Regions from separate parts of the Mus musculus genome. Here all the other regions are linked to region 1. Evidence: chromatin contacts called from public Hi-C and promoter capture Hi-C data. All regions are on one chromosome and are shown on one strand. The core of a region is the stretch at or near the end of the contact, and the rest is flanking DNA. Distances in the headings are between cores, read along the strand shown. Region 1 holds the start of 2700038G22Rik (RIKEN cDNA 2700038G22 gene). Region 2 has its middle 25 kb from the start of AI506816. Region 3 has its middle 71 kb from the start of Gm42228.

Evidence for each region. Promoter capture Hi-C pulls out the DNA fragments that hold promoters and counts their contacts. Hi-C and Micro-C count contacts between places; a contact is called where the count stands out from the background.
Region 2: a promoter capture Hi-C map of embryonic stem cells shows a contact between it and region 1, with 5 times the contacts expected there. The contact joins the enhancer-like site here to the promoter of 2700038G22Rik in region 1. A contact is called at or near these places in 3 of 39 promoter capture datasets (all in embryonic stem cells), 1 of 15 datasets of contacts at CTCF or cohesin (the NIH/3T3 cell line), 1 of 484 Hi-C or Micro-C datasets (embryonic stem cells), 3 of 115 datasets of contacts at active chromatin or transcription factors (all in embryonic stem cells) and 2 of 9 other capture datasets (adipose tissue and liver).
Region 3: a contact with region 1 is called in a Hi-C map of the G1E-ER4 cell line, with 2.0 times the contacts expected there. The contact joins the enhancer-like site here to the promoter of 2700038G22Rik in region 1. A contact is called at or near these places in 5 of 39 promoter capture datasets (the 3T3-L1 cell line, the HPC-7 cell line, embryonic stem cells and 2 more), 4 of 484 Hi-C or Micro-C datasets (the G1E-ER4 cell line, bone marrow-derived macrophages and nephron progenitors), 3 of 115 datasets of contacts at active chromatin or transcription factors (bone marrow-derived macrophages and embryonic stem cells) and 1 of 9 other capture datasets (adipose tissue).

What each region holds. Positions count from the first base shown.
Region 1 is chr5:23,849,065-23,852,439 of GRCm38.p6, forward strand. 2700038G22Rik (RIKEN cDNA 2700038G22 gene) reads left to right here and starts at 1,533. Exons shown (of 4, transcript NR_045042.1): 1 at 1,533-1,557; 2 at 3,057-3,091. Gm42228 (a long non-coding RNA gene) reads right to left here. Exons shown (of 2, transcript XR_880875.3): 2 at 390-1,066. Snord93 (small nucleolar RNA, C/D box 93) reads left to right here and starts at 3,169; the gene lies at 3,169-3,213.
Region 2 is chr5:23,735,590-23,738,964 of GRCm38.p6, forward strand. No RefSeq gene overlaps it. Among named protein-coding and RNA genes, the nearest start is that of AI506816, 25 kb to the left of the region's middle. Within about 2 kb of position 1,607, at least 13 of the 459 cell types and tissues checked have an H3K27ac peak or open chromatin away from gene starts, as enhancers often do. A contact at or near this core is called in embryonic stem cells, where this site is marked.
Region 3 is chr5:23,922,253-23,925,627 of GRCm38.p6, forward strand. It overlaps a transcript of Fam126a not described here. Among named protein-coding and RNA genes, the nearest start is that of Gm42228, 71 kb to the left of the region's middle. Within about 2 kb of position 1,704, at least 46 of the 459 cell types and tissues checked have an H3K27ac peak or open chromatin away from gene starts, as enhancers often do. A contact at or near this core is called in the G1E-ER4 cell line and the HPC-7 cell line, where this site is marked.

The DNA of each region.
Region 1 (3,375 bases), core at 283-2,782:
AAAATAAATAACTGAGGTCTGACTGCCAAAGTTTTGTCAGCGCTGACCACTGAGCCCTGTGGAGCTGACCTGCCTTGTATCCTCACCTCCCAAGGCTCCTCTCTCTGATGCCCATGCAGGCTGCAGAGACCTCTGCAGGGCGGGGAGGACTAGTGAAGAGTCTAGCTGAGTCAGTGACGCCCAGTGATAGAACTTGTCTCAAAAAATAATGTGGAGAATAATTGAGGGAAAGAAACACCAACCTGTGACCTCCACGTGCATGGGCAACACGAGCACAAACACAAAGACACTCACGTACACATACTGAGAAACAAATAGAGAAACAGTTTAAGGTGCCTATAGATATGTTCTTGTGTTGGGGTCTAAAAATCCAAAACAACCCGAGCAGGTTCAAGAGTCCCCCCAAAGCAAGATCTTTATTTGAATTAGGCAGCAAAAATCAACCAGTTAGGAACAGCAGCACAGACTCCGTCTGACTGCGTCTTCGAACATCTTAGTAAGTATTTAAGCAGATGACAAAGATGTATTGCACTCGGGCTGCTGCTGATCAATCAGGGCCATAGAAGAGACTCAGGAACTGAACTGCAACCCCAAGCCAGAATGGTACGGGGCTTTTAAGCTTGAAATCCATAAACGTCTGTGCTAAGTTATCCCACCAATCAGGACTTAGGGGTAGGGGACTTCCTTAAGAGCACGTCTTTGTGGTGCACTTACTCTGTTCCTACAGGACTCAACTGCAGCGTTCATGTTGAAGTGCACTCACCTAGCATCCATGCTTCTACTCACCAAGCAGGAAGTCAGTTACCCAGGGAGGTCTTGGGAACTTAAACTTTGAGTTAAGGCCTGTTCCAAATGGCTTCAGTTGGTTCCTTCTTACACCACTGTCTTCTGAATTCTCCTCTTGCGTTCCCACAAGCAATGGATGAGTGGGGTCTGGGGTGCAGGCGTTTTGATAAGTGTGTAAGTGGTACCATGGTGGTGTCTTACTTTTCAGTTCCTCAGTGGCCTGTGACGCTTAACATACCAAGAGCACACAAAGAGTAGGCAACTCTTTTGAGGGCTGTTGCTATAAGGAGAAATAAAAGGTGGCTTACTTGTGGCAGGATGTAGCAGGAATTTAATGGCGGATGTTTTGGTCTGTTTGGTTGGTTTACGTTTTGTTTTTACATGGCTAGAGAGATGGTTTGCCGCTTAAACAGTGTTCTGTTCTTGTAGAGGACCTGAATTTAGTTCCCAGCATTCAATTTAGGAGGCTCACAGCTGTCTGTGAGTCCAGCTCCAGGGAAGCTGACACCTATGTCTGGCATTTTGAGCACATGCAAATATCACAGACAGACATAGTTTAAGTCTTTTTGGGGAAGCGGGCGGGGCCAGTGGCTCTGGTGCCGCCAGGGGGCGCGTGAGGGCCGGCGCTGGAGTCAGGCGGGAACGGGGGAAGGGGCGGGCAGGAGGGGCGCTGGGCCACTCTGGTTGGCTGAGCCCCGGTGCTCAATGTCCGGTCGGTTTTAAACTCGGTCCCGCCCTGGCGCCCAGCTCTTCCGCCGCGGCGCGCTCCTGGTAAGTACTCTCCCCATTGCGAGTCCCAGGACCACGCCACGTGGTCTTGGCGATTTTCACGGCGCTCGCCCGTGGCGCGGGTCCCTGCCCATACGCGTCCCTTCTGTGTGGGACAGGCGATCAGCCTTGCGCTGCCCGGATTTGTCCCCTCTCGGATGGAGGCGCGGCGTCCGGACAGCCCGGGTCCTGGGCACACTCGGGGCTTCCCGCCCGCCCAGGACTCCGATGACGGGGACATCGACTATTTAGGAAGCGAATGAGATCAGAGCTCGGAAAGTAGCAGGAGGCAGGATAATCCCAGTGTCAGCAAGGGCAGGGGTGATTTCGCCCACGCAGGCGCGTCCTCGCCGCCGCACGTGTCCTTTAATTGCTGCTTGGCACAAAGGCTGGGCTTTTTGTTTTGTGCTCATTTGTTTTAAGGTTTGAGGGTATATTCAGGCGGATACCTGCAACCGAGTCCAGCAGGGACCTCTGCCTACAGGACCTGGATTACCCTACTGCTGACACAGACCCAGCCTGTCTGGGTTTTGGGTCCTGGGAGAAATCTGAGCCACTGGATTAGCACTTAAGCAAGGTGACTTATAAGCAATGATTTAGGAATCGTGATTTGGAATTCCTAAGACCGGGTATAGGTGTTTAGCGAGCACCCAGGAGTCCTCCCTGTTTAAGAGGTGACTGATTGAGACACCAATTAAAAGTAAATATCATGGTTGGAGAGATGACTCAGTGGTTAAGAGTACTGACAGCTCTTCTAGAGTTCCCGAGTTAAATTCTCAGCAACCACATGGTGGCTCACAACCATCTGTAATGAGATCTGATGCCCTCCTCTGGTGTTGTCTGGAGATAGCAACAGTGCACTCATATAGAAGAAATAAATCTTTTTAAAAGATTATTAGATTATTGAGACAGATTGTCATACTGGCCCAGAGAATATTTGTGCTCTAGGACCCTAAGTATTGGCATTTATGGACATAAGCCACTGTGCCTGGTAAAGGACATTTTAGAGGAAAAATAGGCTTGTGGGCTCTTGTAAACAAGTTCCCTGTGTTGTAGTTTTCTTTCCGTTAGAGGTTAGGGTTCTGTTGAGCCCCTTCGAGAGTGAAGGGCAGCATGAGCCACCTTCTAAGGTAAGGAGTTATTTTTCCCTTCCTCATTCAGGCTCAGGAGACACATCTGACGCTGCTTCTGGTTTTGAAATCAGAGAAAATGTTTCACTTTCTTAAAGGAAGAGTACTGCTATTACCTGCAGTACTATTTGCTTCTAAACATTAAGAGTTTTTGCTTCTGGGGTGGAAATAGTGGGAAAGATGGCCCAGAGGGAATAAAATGGACTCCCAGCTGTCAGCAGTATGAAGATTAGAGCTCTGTGCAGGAATAAATGCTAGTCAGAGGCAGGCCTTCCATCACCAGATGCAGCTAGGAGCCACCAGGAAGGTCCTTTCTGAAGGAAGCTGTGGCTGCTGCTTGTAACAGTGCTGGTTCTTTTTTCTTTTGAGCAGATGAGTGCTGTGTCCAGGATGATCATGAATTCAAGGTATGTGTTAGATGGCAAGTTTGGCTTTCCAGGCATAATTCCAGGAACAGTTCTTGGCCAAGGATGAGAACTCTAACCTGACTGGATACGCTGCTGTGATGGGTTAAAGGATTTACCTGAGGCCAATAGAACAGGCAGGAATTTAATGCAGTCACCCCATGTCTTTTTAAAGTAGATGAGGGGTTGGAGAATGGAGTGAGAGGGCTTAGCAGTGCCAAGCCCGTTACCTTTGATTCTGGGACCTGGTGGAGAGAGCCAGCTCTCTAGAGTTATTCTTGCACCTT
Region 2 (3,375 bases), core at 357-2,856, 110 kb before region 1:
GGAGGAAAGGGTTTAGTGTATCTCACAGCTTACAGTCCTCGTGAGGCAGGAACTGAAGCAGAAGCCACGGAAGAGCACTGCATGCTGGCTGCTCTCTGTGGCCTGCTTTCTTACACCACTTGCCTTGCACTAGGACCACTTGTCCTGCTGTGGCCTTGCCCACCGTGGGCTGGCATTCCCATATCAAGAAAATGCCCTGGTCCGGCGTGGTAGCGCACGCCTTTGATCCCAGCACTTGGATTTCTTTTCTTTCTGCCCCAGCAGACTGTGCATGCTTCCTTCCAGGGCCTCTGGCTCAGCTCTTCTGTCTCATGCTCTCATCTGAGCTCTCCTGAGAGGTTTGCTGAACGACTCAGTACAACACTTTCTTACCACCTCCTCATTCTCTTTCTTGTTGAATATTCTTCACAGCATTTATCATGATTTAAAACTACTTTTTTTTTTTTTTCCGAGACAGGTTCTCTGTGTAGCCCTGGCTGTCCTGGAACTCACTCTGTAGACCAGGCTGGCCTCGAACTCAGAAATCCACCTGCCTCTGCCTCCCGAGTGCTGGGATTAAAGGCATGCACCACCACGACCGGCTAAAACTACATATTTGTGATGTTAGAATTTATAACAAAACGTGAATTTGGCCTTTTTCAACTCTGGCATAGGGCTCCTGAAACCCTTGAGTTTCTTAAATGACAAGAAACAGCTGCTGGGGGTGGGGAGATGGCTCAGTGCTCTAAGAGCACTAGCAGCTCTTCCTGAAGCCCTGGGTTCAATTCCCAGCACCCACTTGTGGTACACAACTGCCTGCAACTCTAGTTCTCGAGGATCTGACTCTCTTCTGGCCTCCATGGGCACTGTGCACATGTGATACACGTCATCCATGTAGGCAAATGCTTATAGACATAAAAGAAAAACAAATAAATAGCTATTCATAAAAAGTACCTTCCAGGATCTGAAATGACCACAGCATTTGGGCTTGTTGCCAGGGAAACTAGCCAGGTTGGATGGGAGGAGTGGAATTTCAGTGTCTCTTCAGGAAGCAAGGACTGACTTAAGCCAACATTAGATTTTGGCCATTCATGCGTCTGTGGCAGAACCTCTAAAAAAACCCCTGGACTGTGGGATGCAGTGATTACACTGGGGTGCTGTTTGCCCGGAAATTCTAGTCTCCTCCCTCTAGCTTTCATTATGTATCTCCCAGTCTTGCTATTCCTGAATTACGTCCTGTATAATAAACCTGCCAGCAGTGTTGTATCCTGTGCTGTGAGCTGCTCTCACACACTTTTATATCTGAAGGTGGGAGCCATAGGAATTTCTTATGGAAAACAAGTTGGTAAGAAGTAAGAAATATGGGCTCATGATGATCCGAATAGGAGCAGTGTTGAGATGAGCTCTCTGTGGACAGAGTTAGAATTATATTGTAAGACACTGAGGGAAGTCAGAGCCTAGGTGGTGTGGGTTTATAACAAGGACTTGGAGAGAGAATTTGCTTAAAGACACCAACTTTCCACTTAGGTCTAATGGGTTACCACTTGGCATCTCTGCCTCCACTTAGGTCTAATGCGTAACTAATCAGGATTAAACATTTGGCATCTCTGCCTCCGCTTGAGGATGGGCCTGGTACTGTTTGTATTTTGATGCTAATTCTGCTCTCCTAGGAGGGGTTGCAGACAAGGAGTGAGTCAAATACTTAAGTGACTTCTTGTGAACCAATTCCCTAATGAATAAAGGAATCTATCACTGGGCGAGTAGGCGGGACTTCCAGGTTGGATGGAGGAAGAGAGGAAGCAGGAGAGAGTTAGGTCCTTTTGGATGGGATAATGTGAGGACAAGATGTCTCCTGGTTTCAGTGGCAGATCCATCAGGATTTGCCACTAGAGGATTTAGATTTAATAAGACTTACAGGATTAGGATTTTAGTTGCTGTGCCCAATGATTGAGTTACCGTCGTTTCTGAACTAAGTTTGTGCTGTGTTTTTCTTCACGTGGTGACTTGCCCGAGTTCAAGAGAGAAAGGTACTGGGCAAGGTGTGTTTGCCAGATGTGCACCACAAAGGCCGTGGGGGATTTGAAGCACGGGATTGGCCTGGTAGTGACTGCCAGTGCCAGTGGGTACTTAGTGAGCTGGGTGGAGAGATTTTGGAGCACTGAGTCAGAGTCTCCATGAGATAAAAACAGGTCGCCCATTGCCCATCAGTGCATGGCCGGCCAGGCTGCTTTGGCAGAGAGTTGCTGGCACTAGCTCGGGTTTGTGCTAGTTCCTTTTTAAATATTTTCTGCAACAGTCTCTATTTTTTAAAAAAAGATTTATTTATTTATTGTATGTACATGTACAGCTGGTTGTGAGCCTTCATATGGTTGTTGGGAATTGAATTTTTAGGACCTGTGCTTGCTCTGGTTGCTCTGGTCACCCCACTCAGGTCAACTCCATTTGCTCAGTCCCAAAGATTTATTCATTATTATTAATAAGTACACTGTAGCTGTCTTCAGACACAACAGAAGAGGACGTCAGATCTCATTACAGGTGGTTGTGAGCCACCATGTGGTTGCTGGGATTTGAACTCAGGAACTTCAGAAGAGCAGTCAGTGCTCTAACCCACTGAACCATCTCGCCAGCCCAACAGTCTCTATTTTGAATCTGCTCATTTTGCTGTTAGTCAGCCTCCTGTGTCATTACCTTGAATCCCAGAAACTACAAATCTGATAAACAAAGATCTTGTGTGGACAGTCTTGTCTGTTGCTTAGGCAGCAGTGACCCCTGACCAGTCCTGAGATGATAAACCAAACCACAGTTTGACCAAGACTCATTCTTAGGCTACCCCTCCCCCGACCCCTGCCCCCATGCTAGCAGAGTGTTCAGGCCAGTGTTCCCCTCTAGGGTGGAAGTGTCATGCTTTATATCTTAACATCTTTCAATGCAGATATTATCTTAATGTATCTCAATATAGACATACTGATTAAATTTCTCTCCTTCCTCTCAGTTTGCCTTTTGGTTTTTGGGTCAAATAGTGGCTAGACACAATCTGTTGGAGCTCTTGCCATGCCCCACTGCGCTCTCAAAGTGCACCGGGAGGACACCTATGTGTTAAGAACTGTAGGCTCTCAGATTTTTTTCTTGCATGCTTGAAGACATCACTGGGTACTGGCCAACGCTTGGCATTGAGAAATCTGTATCGATGTGATTGGCTACTTTGTAAGTACCATGGATGTTCAATTTCTACTGTTGGAAGATTTTAGATTGAACTCTCCCGGCAAGGGGATCTTTTTCAAATCAGATGCATTGGGCACTTGATGTGTCACATTGCTGGGGAAATCGTGGTCTACTGTTTCTTTCCCCTCTTTACGTTCTCCTTTGCATTAAGTCTTCCCTCTGCTGTCCTGATGC
Region 3 (3,375 bases), core at 454-2,953, 73 kb after region 1:
TCACCAAGGCAGAACATTTATTAAACCATAACACACAACATAATAAAAAGAAAATGAGAATCAAAATAGATATCAGTTTCTTAAAAGATATCCAGGAAATCTTAAATATTTAGAAATTTAAAGAAAAATTCGAAGGGAATTGAAAAATTGTTTTGTACAGAATGGTAAGCACGGAATGTGTGATGTAGACCAGGCAAGGCCTGGAGAGCAGCAGGCAGTGCCCTCCGCAGGGTAACCCACCTGTGCTGTGATGAAACACCATGACCACAAGCTACGCGGGGAGGAAAGGGTTTGTTTCACTGACAGTTCCATATCACAGTTCATCATCAAAGGGTAGAACTCACACAGGGCAGGAACCTGGAGGCAGGAGCTGATGAGGAGGCCATGGAAGGGTGCTGCTCACTGGTTTGTTCCCTGGTGCTTGCTCAGCCCACTTTCTTATAGAACCTAGGACCACCAGCCCAGGGATGGCCCCACCCACAATGGCCTGGGCCCCGCCCTCCTCTATCAATGATTAATTAAGAAAATGCCCTACAGGCTTGCCTGTAGCGCAATGGAGGCATTTTATCAGTTGAGGTGTCTTCCTCTCAGATGACTAGCTTGTTGCCATCAAACTAGCCAGCCGAAGCCACAGCTGAGACTCCCTGTGTGCAGACAGAATGTAAATAAGAAATAAGAACAGGACTGAGTTGGATGTTATATCAAGGAGCTGCTAGCTCATGTCAGCTGTGTGTAGGAGATAAAAGTTGGATGAGCAGCCAGCTCACGCCAGCTCTGCAGCTCATGTCAGCTCTGTGTGTAGCAGATAAGAATGAAGTGCTATGTAATGATGTAATGCTAGCTTGTAGCTAATGAAAGCAGAGGCTGGCAGCCGACAGGCAGAGACCTTGATGCTCGACAGTGAAGAGTGTTGTGCTGTCTTGCCCTCTAACCAGAAAACAACTTGTGGGACAGTGGACCTTGCTAGGAAACTCGGTAGAGTGGGTCTGAGTCTCCGGAAACTCGGGGTACACACCTGAGTCCGTAGGCAGCTCCCTGCCAGATTCCTGGCCTGGAACGTGCCACACTTCCCACATAAGGAAACAGATCTGTGGTCACATTGCCCCAGAACAGAGCTCTACTTGCTAATGAGGTACCTAGAGGCCCTGAGGGTTTAGTCAATAAGCTTCCCTTCCTGGATATTCCTCCTTGCAGAAGGTATTTAATCTCTGGTCCCCCCTGAGAAGGTGGTACGCATCCATTTTCCACAATGAACAACCAATAACTAGTTTGGAACCGAGGACTGTCTCTTTCATCCACCATGGGGAGCGTGGAGAAAGCCTTTGCCTGTAGAGCCTCGGCTTCTCTGCATTTCCAGGCAACTGCTTCTACCTTTGCCAATGAGCTAAGCCAAAGTTCCCATCCCTTCCCCCTCGTCGTGGGTTCCCGCTCCTCTGTGTGGCACTCTAGCAGCGATTAGATGTCTTGGGGTTGGGAAATACCAGCTTTGGCTTCCCACATCTCAGACTGTATTCTCCCACTCCCGGAGTCGGAGTGGTGTCTAGGCTCTTCTCTAAAGCCCAGCACTGGGCTTGGGATAAAAGCAGTCAAGCTCCCTGCATTTCACCTCCCCGGTGGCCATGCCAGTGGTGGAGTAGAACACTGACTAACACAACTGACTGCTACCCTGGCTGCACAGAGATAAGAGGATCCAGAGTAAGGAGTCCCTGCCTGAGACACACAGACAACAGACAGATTGCAAGCCTTGCCTGTGAGGCCCCTCTGCCACCTGCTTCTGAGTCAGCTACCCCACGTGTATGTTGTGAACTGATGCTTATTGTAGTGAATAAACCTTGAGATCTAGACTCTGTCTGTCCTTCCCAGCCTTAAGCTGGACATGACTCATGATAGTTGGCATAGTTGACAGGATTCTACCTTCAAGATGGAACCCTGAGAAGAAAAATGAACCCTCTAAGGACCATAATAGTCCTAATTATTCTAAATTTCAGCAAATTGGCAACAAGCCTTTGGTCATACAAAATTAATTGCAGTCCAGGAGCAGAACTAGGCAGAGCTCTAAGGGAGATAGTGAAAGAAGGGACCATCACTCCAAAGCCAGCTGCTGCCTACGACATAGGAAGAGCCAGAAGTGAGGGACTCATCACTACTGTTACCAACACCTGATGCCAACTGCTGCCTATGCCGTAGGAAGAGCAGAAGGTGCAGGGAAACCCACCCAGGAAAGATTGGTTGGCCACAAGCCTGGTGAGAAGGGCAGATAAATTATTGGAAAAAGTAATAAGAAACTCACCCCAAACTAACTTTGGGTGTTATATAAAAAATTTAAGTTCTATACTCCCTAATGTATGTAACACTAGAATGAAGAAACTACTTACTGGCTTCAAAGCCATGAAAGTGAGTCCAGATGCCACGGATCGCACAGAGAGGAAATGGTTTGGAACAAAGAATAAGGCCAAAAGGAAAGCTGGGTTTAAAGAAGTGAAGATTGAGGTCCTTCTAACAAGTCCACCAATAGTAGAGCCACTCTAGAGCATGCGGCTAGTAAAGAAGTGCAAGCAATACTGATGAAAACCGTAGAGGAACTAAGAAATGGGGGTGGCAAACAATCCTTTCAAAGATGCTGTCCTAACCCAGGGCCTGGGCAAGACAGCCATATCCCTCCCAGTGACATCTTCCAAGATTCACAATATTTGGTAACAATGATGAGGAGCATTTTGAGCAACAAATAGAAATGAGACCATACACTCCTCAAGAACTAAGTCAGTCGAGAAAAGAATACGTCCAGATGGAATGGAGGATGCATCCTTTATGATAAAGCTCAGGGGAAAAGGATAGACACGGTCACGCTGTCAGAGTCAGAGGTGAGGAAAATTAAGAATATAGTAGAAACCCAGCAGTGTATGAAGCTTTAGAGCGAGTCCTAGGCACTGCTCCAGGCGATGTACACCTTCTCCTGGACTGGATAACCACAGCCTGGAGATGCGCATTTCCATCTTTAGACCTTACACAACGTGAGGAAGCAGCAAAATGGAACACTTTCCAAGAGGCCATTCAGCTCATGAGGCAACTAGGAGTACTGTGGTTTATACATAATGAAGTAGACACATCACAGGATGCTCTGATTATACCACAATTCAAAAGAATTTTAATTAAGGGGGTACCGCCACACAAAATTAATTTGGCAGGACCACTTCTAAATTGCAGAAATGTTTCTGAGGTAATTGACTTATTTAAAGGTTAGAGGGAGTTAGACCAAGAAAAAGTAGTATCATTAAATGTAAATAGAAATCCATTTAAATCAAAGAGAACACTCAGATTTTTCAGACCATTTACAAACATTAGACCTTTGGCAGAAAACCTGGAATGCTATTTGTA